Regions from separate parts of the Anser cygnoides genome. Here region 1 is linked to region 2. Evidence: chromatin contacts called from public Hi-C data. All regions are on one chromosome and are shown on one strand. The core of a region is the stretch at or near the end of the contact, and the rest is flanking DNA. Distances in the headings are between cores, read along the strand shown. Region 1 overlaps ATRNL1 (attractin like 1). Region 2 has its middle 180 kb from the start of CCDC172.

Region 1 (4,744 bases), core at 136-2,635, 170 kb before region 2:
TCTGGTGCACTTTTTAATGTTTTGTTAAAACATCATTTTTTCCCCATCAGCAACTTATGCGGGAGCGACAGCAGATGGCCAGCCGCCCCTTTGCTTCTGTCGATGTAGCACTGGAAGTAGGAGCTGAGCAAACAGACTTTCTACGAGGGCCATTAGAGGTAGGAACAGTGGTGCTGACAAGGGACCATTGTGATTTGCATATTTATATTGTTAGTCTCATCTGCATCTGCTTCTGAAACCAAGCAGTCTGATTACCTGGAGCTGACAAGTCTCAGCTACATATGTTATGCCATTTTCAAGGTGCATATTTTTAATAGCATGACATGAGCTGTAACAAAAGCCACTGGAGAATCTATTAGCCTCGTCTGGAGTGACAGTCAGCTCACCTGGCACTCCTTTCCTGATGGATATGAGCTGAAGGAATGCAAGACACAGGAGAAAGCAAACCTCATGCTCAGTCCTTCGAGTACAGAGTGCCCCCTAGTTAACATCTATCTTAATTAGCAGATATTACAGCAAACAAACAAATAAATAAATAAAGCAACTGTGAGTAGCATTTCCATGTTGTTTTATATGTACAGGTTTAAAGAATACAGACTATACTGCATATTTTCGTTTGTAGATAATGGCTACATTACTGCATTCTTTTATTGTAATTGCAGGCCATTGAAAAAGAAATAATAATATGCAAGACAATGTAATACTGGAATAGTGTAATAATGCATGAAATAGATTCTGGAAGTTTCACCTGAAAATAGGAGAATTACAATACGTGGATAATAATGAATATCTAATCTAGGTCGGGGTTTTGGTAGATTGTAATCCTCTATTCCTTTTCTTTTATTTATAATATTGTGTTTACAATTATTACTTTATCTTATTTATGATGGGACCTGAGAATGAGGTGTGATAGCTCTGAAATCTTTCAAGATTGTACTTTTCATTGCTGCCAATTCCTCTTAAATTCAAAGCTTCTCTTACTTTTCTCAATAGCCTCTTTCAATGGAAGATTAAATACACTATCAAATCTCTAAGGTTTATGGAGAAGTGAGCAATGTGAAAAACAGATTCCTAGCAGGAAGAAAAAGAATCAGCTCTTGAGTACTTATCAAATTGAGGCTCTCTGTCCTGCTACTGTATAGGAAGCAATCACAATTGTTCTTGCTGACATAATTTAAATACATGGAATAGGTGGTGCATAAAAATGCCATATCTTTTTGGAGATGCTTTGTTATTTTCAGACCAAATTACTAGGACACACACAGACACCCACCCCTTCACCATATTTCTGTCTCCTTTTATTGTGGAACACAAGACCTCTCCAGCCTTCCACACTGAGGACAAAGTACACTGTAGTTAAAAGTTAACTTTTTGGAATGTGTTTTCATTGCTTCTGTGCTGACATCTGAGAACATTTTCTCTGTTGTCTTTTCAGAGGGAGGCAATGAGTGGGAGCTGAGGCGTCCAAACTCTAATTCTGTACATACTGATTATTTAATTAAACTTTAGAAGTAAACATCACAAGTTAATTGCCACATTTTCTTCTCTAGTGTCTTTTATTTAGCACTAAAAGAGGTAGATGCTAAAATATTTTAATTATATTTTACAGTTTTTATTAGCTTTTTCTTCCTAGACTAAGCATTTTCTAGTAATTGCTTAGTATTCAGTAACCATAGGGTTTTTGTGTGTGTGCGTGCGTGTTTTTTTTTTCTTTTACTAATTAATATATAGTTATGCACAGAATGGAGACCATTCAGAGTTTCCTCTGAATTAAGATATACTGTTCTATATCAAAACAAAACATTTTGCTGAGGATTAAATGAATGTGATTCAGGATATTGATTGTCCTTTTATGTATATTCTATAAGAAAGTGCTATATTGAGCTTCTGTTCCAGGTCTTCCCTGAATTTGCAAAAGAAGGATGCGAGAAGTTTTAATTGCAATTCTGTTCAGTCATAACTCTTTTTTTTTGGGCAGAAGGGAATTTGGATCACACAATTCTAGGATACAGTGCTTAAACAAAGGATAAAGTGAAGTAGCTATAACTTTGTTTTATTAAAGTAGAATCATAAAATTGTTTTAATAATACTGCGATATCTGATGCCCATTGTGATCATTTAAAATTAGAGTTCTTTTGGTAAAAAAATGAGCAAGATGCAGTAACTCCCTTCCAAATGTTCCACCAGCATTGAGGAGATCTTTCTCTGGCATATTAGGGGTTCCAGTTTGTGATGGTGGGGCATTGTGACCCCTAACCTCATAATTTCATTGTTGTGTGCTACTCACTGATACTTTAGATGTTATTGATATGCTTTTTATTGACACTGTGCTTCCAATCACATTGTATTGATCCATGTGCCCTTTGAACACAGTGCAATGTCATCGAACTGTTGCATACATTACTACATCTCCCTTTCAACTGCATAGTAGGACTGCTGTTCGTTAATGTCATCTGACTTATGTGGTGGTTGTTTTGTACAGCTGGTGTTCTAAATTTATATGGATGGTCTCATGCATATCAATGCTCATATGACTATCTACATGGTCATTTTGATTAGTTTTTTTTTTTTATTATTTACATTTATTTTTAAATACCTGGAAGAAATTTTTTACTATAAAATTTGATTTTGCAGTAGTGAGGTACTTTTTGTCCAGTGTTTTGAAGCTGTATTTTAAAAAGTAAGAATATGGATACTGTATTTACAATGATTGCCTACTTTAGATACTTATACTACAACTGATAATATTTGGGTCTGTTTTACATTAGCCACAATTTACAGCAAATTAAAATCTTGAGAACTACAGAAGAATGCTGAAATTTTGTTATTTTGAGGTGTCTTTACCAGACAGTCTGTCTGTCTTAATGTTTCACCAACAAAATGACAGTATCCTAAAAAAGAAAATAAAAAATAATTTAAAAAAAATCATCTGCATCATATTCCTCCACTTTCCTGCTGTCTGAGTAGTTTCCAGGCACTGGCAATAGCCTTTGCTCTTCCCGATTTAAATCATATTAATTATCCATCTTTACCTCTTCAGGCGTCCCTTCTGTGGAACTGATTTCACAACATGACATTACCAAGTCTCATCTTGTCATCCGTTCTGGCATGTTGGCTATATATCAGCTCTTAAATACATTATTGTCAGCTTAAACTTAATACAGGAAAAGTCAAACTTTGTTTTTCCCTTGCCCTCCTTCCCTATTGGTCAGCCATCCCTACACGTCAGCCGCCATCCTGCTAATAATATTGACAGCACAGTACTATCCTAATTCTAAATGTATGAGGCAATATCTACTGTCTTTGTAGCTTGATAATTAAGATACTAATCTTGTGCCCTATTTTGGAGAAAAAAATACCTATGCCAACCCCAGTCTGCATCATAATTTGCTTCCATTATAATGCCATTTCCCTACAGTTATGCCAGTAGAGGAGAGGTAGGGAAGTCAGGTGGGCAGTGAGCCTCCAGGTCCCAATAGGAGAACTGGCAAAGGGGGAGTACAGGGAAGTAGCTGGTATCCAGGGTCAGGTTAAAGAGAAGAAGGAATTCCTGAGGTCCCACTACTCGCAGTTTTATGTAGTGCAGGCTGTTAAGGAGCAGAGAAAGAAAGCATCAAAAGCTCCCTGTCCGGAGTCTGATAATACTGTGGTATTTTGTGAGACCACCATATTTTTTTCAGTACAAGATTCATAAAAATTTAAAAAACATTGTAGATCAATAGACATGATACTTCTTGTCATGCAACGCCCTCAGTATTATGAAGTTTTATTATTATTTATTTCATTTCTTTTTTTCTGGACATGCTGCGTTTTGGTTCTTTCTTCATAGACTATGCCTCCTATAAGGTAATATTTTTTCCCCAAATACAAATCACTTTTGAAGATTCACTTCCACTGTTCTGCTGACAGTTGTTTTACTTACCTGCATGTTAAGAGGAAAGATATTTTTTTTTCCTGTCCTGTTTTGCCCAACTTCTGGGTGCTTTTCAGCTCGTTCATAGCACATGCATTTTTTTGAAATAGGGACAGATTCTTTCTTTATGTGTGTGAGATAAGGTGGGCACTATTGTAAATTCTAATGTAAGGTCATGCTAAGTCTCTGAACAGCAGCATCTACTGTGCCACATCTGCTGGAGTAAAGACAGATGTATTATTGTCTGCTTAAGAACCAAATGCAGATTTGCCTTTATGCTGATCATGCATTTGATATCTATAGAGTCTGACTGGGATTTCTTTTTTCAAATTGATGTTCTTTAATAATTATTTCCGCAGAAAAGCATGCAGTAATCCTTACAATCATTTTTCCATCGAGTTACTGCATTTCTTGTAGAATTGTCACAGATGTTAGATTGTTCTCTACTTCTGACAAGGTAAGATGATCTAAAGAATTTTAAAATTCACATAAAATCTGTCCTTGTTTCTCTAGTAAATAGCAAGAAATATTTATGGTACATTAAATACGTCTTGAATTTCAGACACTGCTGATAAGTATAATGGAACAATATTCAATTATTTCTCATTTATTTGAGTAAAAGAATTGGAATTTATGCACCAACAGCAGTAGCTAACCTTATGCCAAGAATGGCTATTGGAAATCAGAATGACTTATTAAAACACACTAAAATCCTGTACCAGAGGTGTGGGGGGTTTAGGTAGCTGAAGTTTATACTAATAAGCTGTGTTGCTCTTTTCCCTTGCCAATATAGTCTCAGGACTTTTTAGCTTGCTTTTTAAATAAGTCCAG
Region 2 (4,227 bases), core at 306-2,805:
TAATAAAAAATTCTCTGTTTCATACATAAGTCACTTATTCCAAATACAACAATTATTATGATGAGTACTTACATACTTTGTCTAAGGGCTCTATAAACTGTTATTGTGAAATACCTACTCTTGAGCAGAATATTGTTATTGTACAGAAGAAGGCGCAAACATGAATTTGAACAGCATATATAAGAGCAGGCTGTACCTGCTTGCCCAGAAGCGCTGAGCAGCTATTCCTCTCATGCCTGCTTTGCCTTTTGCCCCTTTTTCATGTGCGTATCCCTTCCTACACTTGTGCCCATTACTGATGCAATAAAATGTTAATTTGTGGTAGGAGCAGGAAATGTTAACTCTAAGCAAGAAAGGAAAATCATGATATAAAATGACTTGAACTTTAAATTGCTACTTGGGGCTTCAGTCCAATGGACTTTATTGCTTATAATTTGAAATAGAACAAAACACTCTTTTTTTCTTGGTTTTCTTTCCCAGGTGTTTGAAGCATAATCTTCTGAAGCATCCTCTGCTGTCTATTACAAAATCAGCTGCAGAGCAGAAACATGTAAGAAAGATGTACGAGGCAAAATGAATAGAGATTGTCATTCTTTCTGGTTTGTCACTTCCTATGGGCTTTCTGAGATTCCCTTGCAGCCATACTGATCGCACGTGATTATAGTGTGTATATTTATGACTGTATGCTTAGTACCAATTTCCAGGCTGAAGACTATGGTTTTATTATGTATTATTTATAAAGTTCCTGCTAAGCCTAATGCTTGCTTCATGAGAAATCACTGGTGAATATTTGAAGTGAACATGTCTCATGCCTTTTAACAGCCCACTGTATCAGCTTACTCTCCACAAAAACACCGAGCCATGCCCACTTCACACCAGGGTAAATTTTAACTCTTCCATTAACAGAAGATCGGCCTTCTTTGTTGACAAACACCTTCCTAACACACTGTACTGAGTATGCCACCTGCTAAGAGGGTCAGGGTTTCTTGCACACAGCTGAAAGTTATTTCATCACTGGCATTTTGCTCTGGAACCTTTGGACTATTCTGTTTTTCAAGTCAGCAATTGGATCATATTTATTTAGGTCTGGCTGTGCAAACATATTGATTTGTAGCCTGTTATTGTTTTCTGTCTTGTATTTATGTTGCTCTAATGGACTGAAAGTGTTTCAAAACTGAAGGAGATTAAAATAAAGAGCTTTTTCTCTGAACAAGCATAGGGAATATCATCTACTTGAAATCTATTTTAAAAAGTGAATTTACAGCATATATACTGTTATTTTAAACTTAGAGATAGTCTGCCATCCAGTAGTTGAGTACAAGCCCACAAAAAGAATAGACAGAAGCTGGCGTACAGAGAGGAAACAGTGGGTTTGGCAACACAAACCCTCGTCAAAAGTGAGGAATGAGTTTTTAAACAAGCTCTGACTTTGCCTTAGCATCACTTGCTTGGTCAAGCAATCTAACCCCTAGCTAGACATGACCATATGGCCAGTGACTACTTTCCATTAAAGAACTATCATATTTATGATCTCCTTTTACATATGGATGAAAAGCAGTCCTGTCATCTGTCCACTGCCTCAGAGAGGTGTTTGTGCTACTTCTTTCAAAGGCATGTGTGCCTAGACCTCCCTCACCATTAATGCTTTAAGTTTCCAAGCCCAATTTTAGTGTTTTGAACCCCCTACTCATCCTCTGCCAATCCTGAGAACTGAATTGAGCCTGCATTTTCCCTAGATAGTAGGGGGTAGGCATTTTCAGAGCATGGCTATACAAACATGACTTTTATCATGAGCTTCACCCACTGAGCAAGGAACACGCTCTGTTGTAATAGCACCAGTCACGATTACTGAGAAGTGGTGGTGCCCTTAATAAACGAAGGAAAGGTGCTGATGATCCAATCACCCCCTCATTCTTTAGATGGTTTAATCTTTATACAACAAATTTGATTATAGGAATTACCACATGTTTAAATTAACTGGATGTCCCTCTATGCGTGGCTGGGCTTTCCTAGTAATCCTATACAGTGCATGTATCCAAGGCACTGTTCAGTTTCTCCTTGCAAATCCCCACAAAGCAATTACTGGCCTTTCTACATATTAAGAAACTGTCAATTTCAGGTGCAATTAAAGTAAAATTGCTTTCAGTAGATACTTGGCTATGATGACTTTTGCTGGTCATAATTCTCCCTACACTTTGTTGTTTCTTCAAATAAAAATTATATTTCTCTTGTGCCCTGGAATCTCAGGCTCATTTTTGACCCAAAGTATCCTCAGAGAGTTATAAAACTTAGATGATATAACTGCACATTACCTAGTAATGAACATTGTGAGAATCAAGCCAGGAAGATGAAGACAAGAGATGTGAATTAATGTTTTAATAATCTTCCTTAGATTAGTACAAGTCACACAGGCAGGGATCCCAGTCGCTGCCGGTGAGTGATACAGCTCCTCCAGTAAGGAAGGATAGTGCTTTATAACTCTCCAAGGACATGGTACTCTAACGTCTGCAAGGACAGATGGTCACTCAGCTACCCATAAAGTTATGACCTTGTCCCAGCAGTGTGGTGCAACAGAGTACTTTGGACTGAATGGCTATTTATGGTGCCACAGCTTTTGCTGAAGACATTAGAAGCTGGTTAGTTTATTTTTTACGTCTATTCAACCCTGTGCTATTCTAGACATTCTTTTCTACTGAGCCAGGGCGTTTGCCATTTCGTTAATGGAAAGCGAAGACCATAGCATTGTTCAGTTTCTGATAGATGAACTTTAGATTTGAATTGAAATGCAGCTGTGAATCATGCCACTCGATTCTAGGGTGGTATGACAGAATACTTGTAGCAGTATCTCTGAGTGCACCATGCTGGTATTATCCATCTCCAGCACACAAGTCAGCCAGTGTGAGACATTTTGCACAGCCACATAATGCTAACCTTCCCACATACACATGTGCACTTAGCTGAGATCAGCTGTGACTGCTCCATGGCTGAACTAACAAGAGTAGTGTCTCATTCTTCCATTTGAGAATACAAAGAATCTTCAAAGTCAGTGCAAAGACTGTGCTGACATCTCTAACTGGCAACTCTGAACGCTACAGAAAGATATATTAGAGAAATGGGTTTATCCATTAGAGACCAAAAGGCCATCCTCTGGCACTGTGCAAGCTGTAGGACTTTCCTGCATTCTTCTTTGAACACAGCTTTTCTCTGGGAAAAACACCTTGTCTGGATCTAAAGATTGTGTTCAATGGCATAGAACACAGTACAAATCTTTTTTTTACTTCTTCCTATGTTTACTTCCCTTCTCTGCTAAAACTGTGACACTTTTCTATTTTGAATTGGTCTAGATTTAATGCCTATCCATCCAGCCTTGTTAAAGCTTTGTTTATCAGATGGAAAACTTTCTATTTCTTTTTTTAATTTCTCTTCCTTGTTAAGTACTTACAACCAGTGTTCAAGACAATACATAACATTTTGGGGGTGAGATTGCACTGTTAGACATTGCCTATTAGTCATGCTTTTCACGGAGTCTTAGAATCACGCTTACGGCTGTTCTCAGAACCATCCCCAATTTTTCAGCACCACTTTGATGAGATTTATTGAAAATGGGCAGTACTACTCCGGAGAGGTTTCAAAAAAGGGCAGACAACTTCCATTCCACTCATGGGGGAACCAGTATAGCAACTAACTCTGAAAAGAATTTATCTTACATTTTTTAAGGACTCAATTACTGTGAGATGGGAGGAATATTACTGAAATAGTGTTCAGTGAAGTTAGTGTTGCTCTGTTGACTTTATTCCTCCATTTGGGTGGTCCAGGAAATTAGGCATCGGTGCAAAAGGCAGTACATCTGTAGTGGCTTTATCAGACGTAGTTGTCTTCTCAACAAATTTCCCGGATGTCAGTAAACCAGGAAATTGGGAATGGGGGGCAGTTAGCTGAGAAACTGTTATCTCTGCAACCTCGTTTGTTTTCTTTAGTATACCCTCCTGATATATTCAGTGTTCAGACCTACCTTCCAGTCAGTCAGCCACTGATAGCCCAGCTCCTGGTTGACGAGTGTTTAAAAAAGTCAGCTAACCAATAAAAACCTCATCCAAGCTCCAAATGAGCATCTGGCATTGGTTGTTTAGATGTGCCTCTGAGTAATGGCAAGCTACAGGAAAGCCAAGCCAGTATTCAGACATTACTTTTTGGCAATGGGACTTGCTGTGTTATTTCTCTTCTGTA

Evidence for each region. Hi-C and Micro-C count contacts between places; a contact is called where the count stands out from the background.
Region 1: a contact with region 2 is called in a Hi-C map of liver, with 2.7 times the contacts expected there. The contact joins two enhancer-like sites. A contact is called at or near these places in 2 of 7 Hi-C or Micro-C datasets (both in liver).

The regions. Positions count from the first base shown.
Region 1 is chr7:8,154,137-8,158,880 of Taihu_goose_T2T_genome, reverse strand. All of the region lies in intron 26 of ATRNL1 (attractin like 1), which reads left to right. Among named protein-coding and RNA genes, the nearest start is that of CCDC172, 350 kb to the right of the region's middle. Within about 2 kb of position 1,385, at least 3 of the 3 cell types and tissues checked have open chromatin away from gene starts, as enhancers often do. A contact at or near this core is called in liver, where this site is marked.
Region 2 is chr7:7,986,584-7,990,810 of Taihu_goose_T2T_genome, reverse strand. It overlaps a transcript of GFRA1 not described here. Among named protein-coding and RNA genes, the nearest start is that of CCDC172, 180 kb to the right of the region's middle. Within about 2 kb of position 1,555, at least 2 of the 3 cell types and tissues checked have open chromatin away from gene starts, as enhancers often do. A contact at or near this core is called in liver, where this site is marked.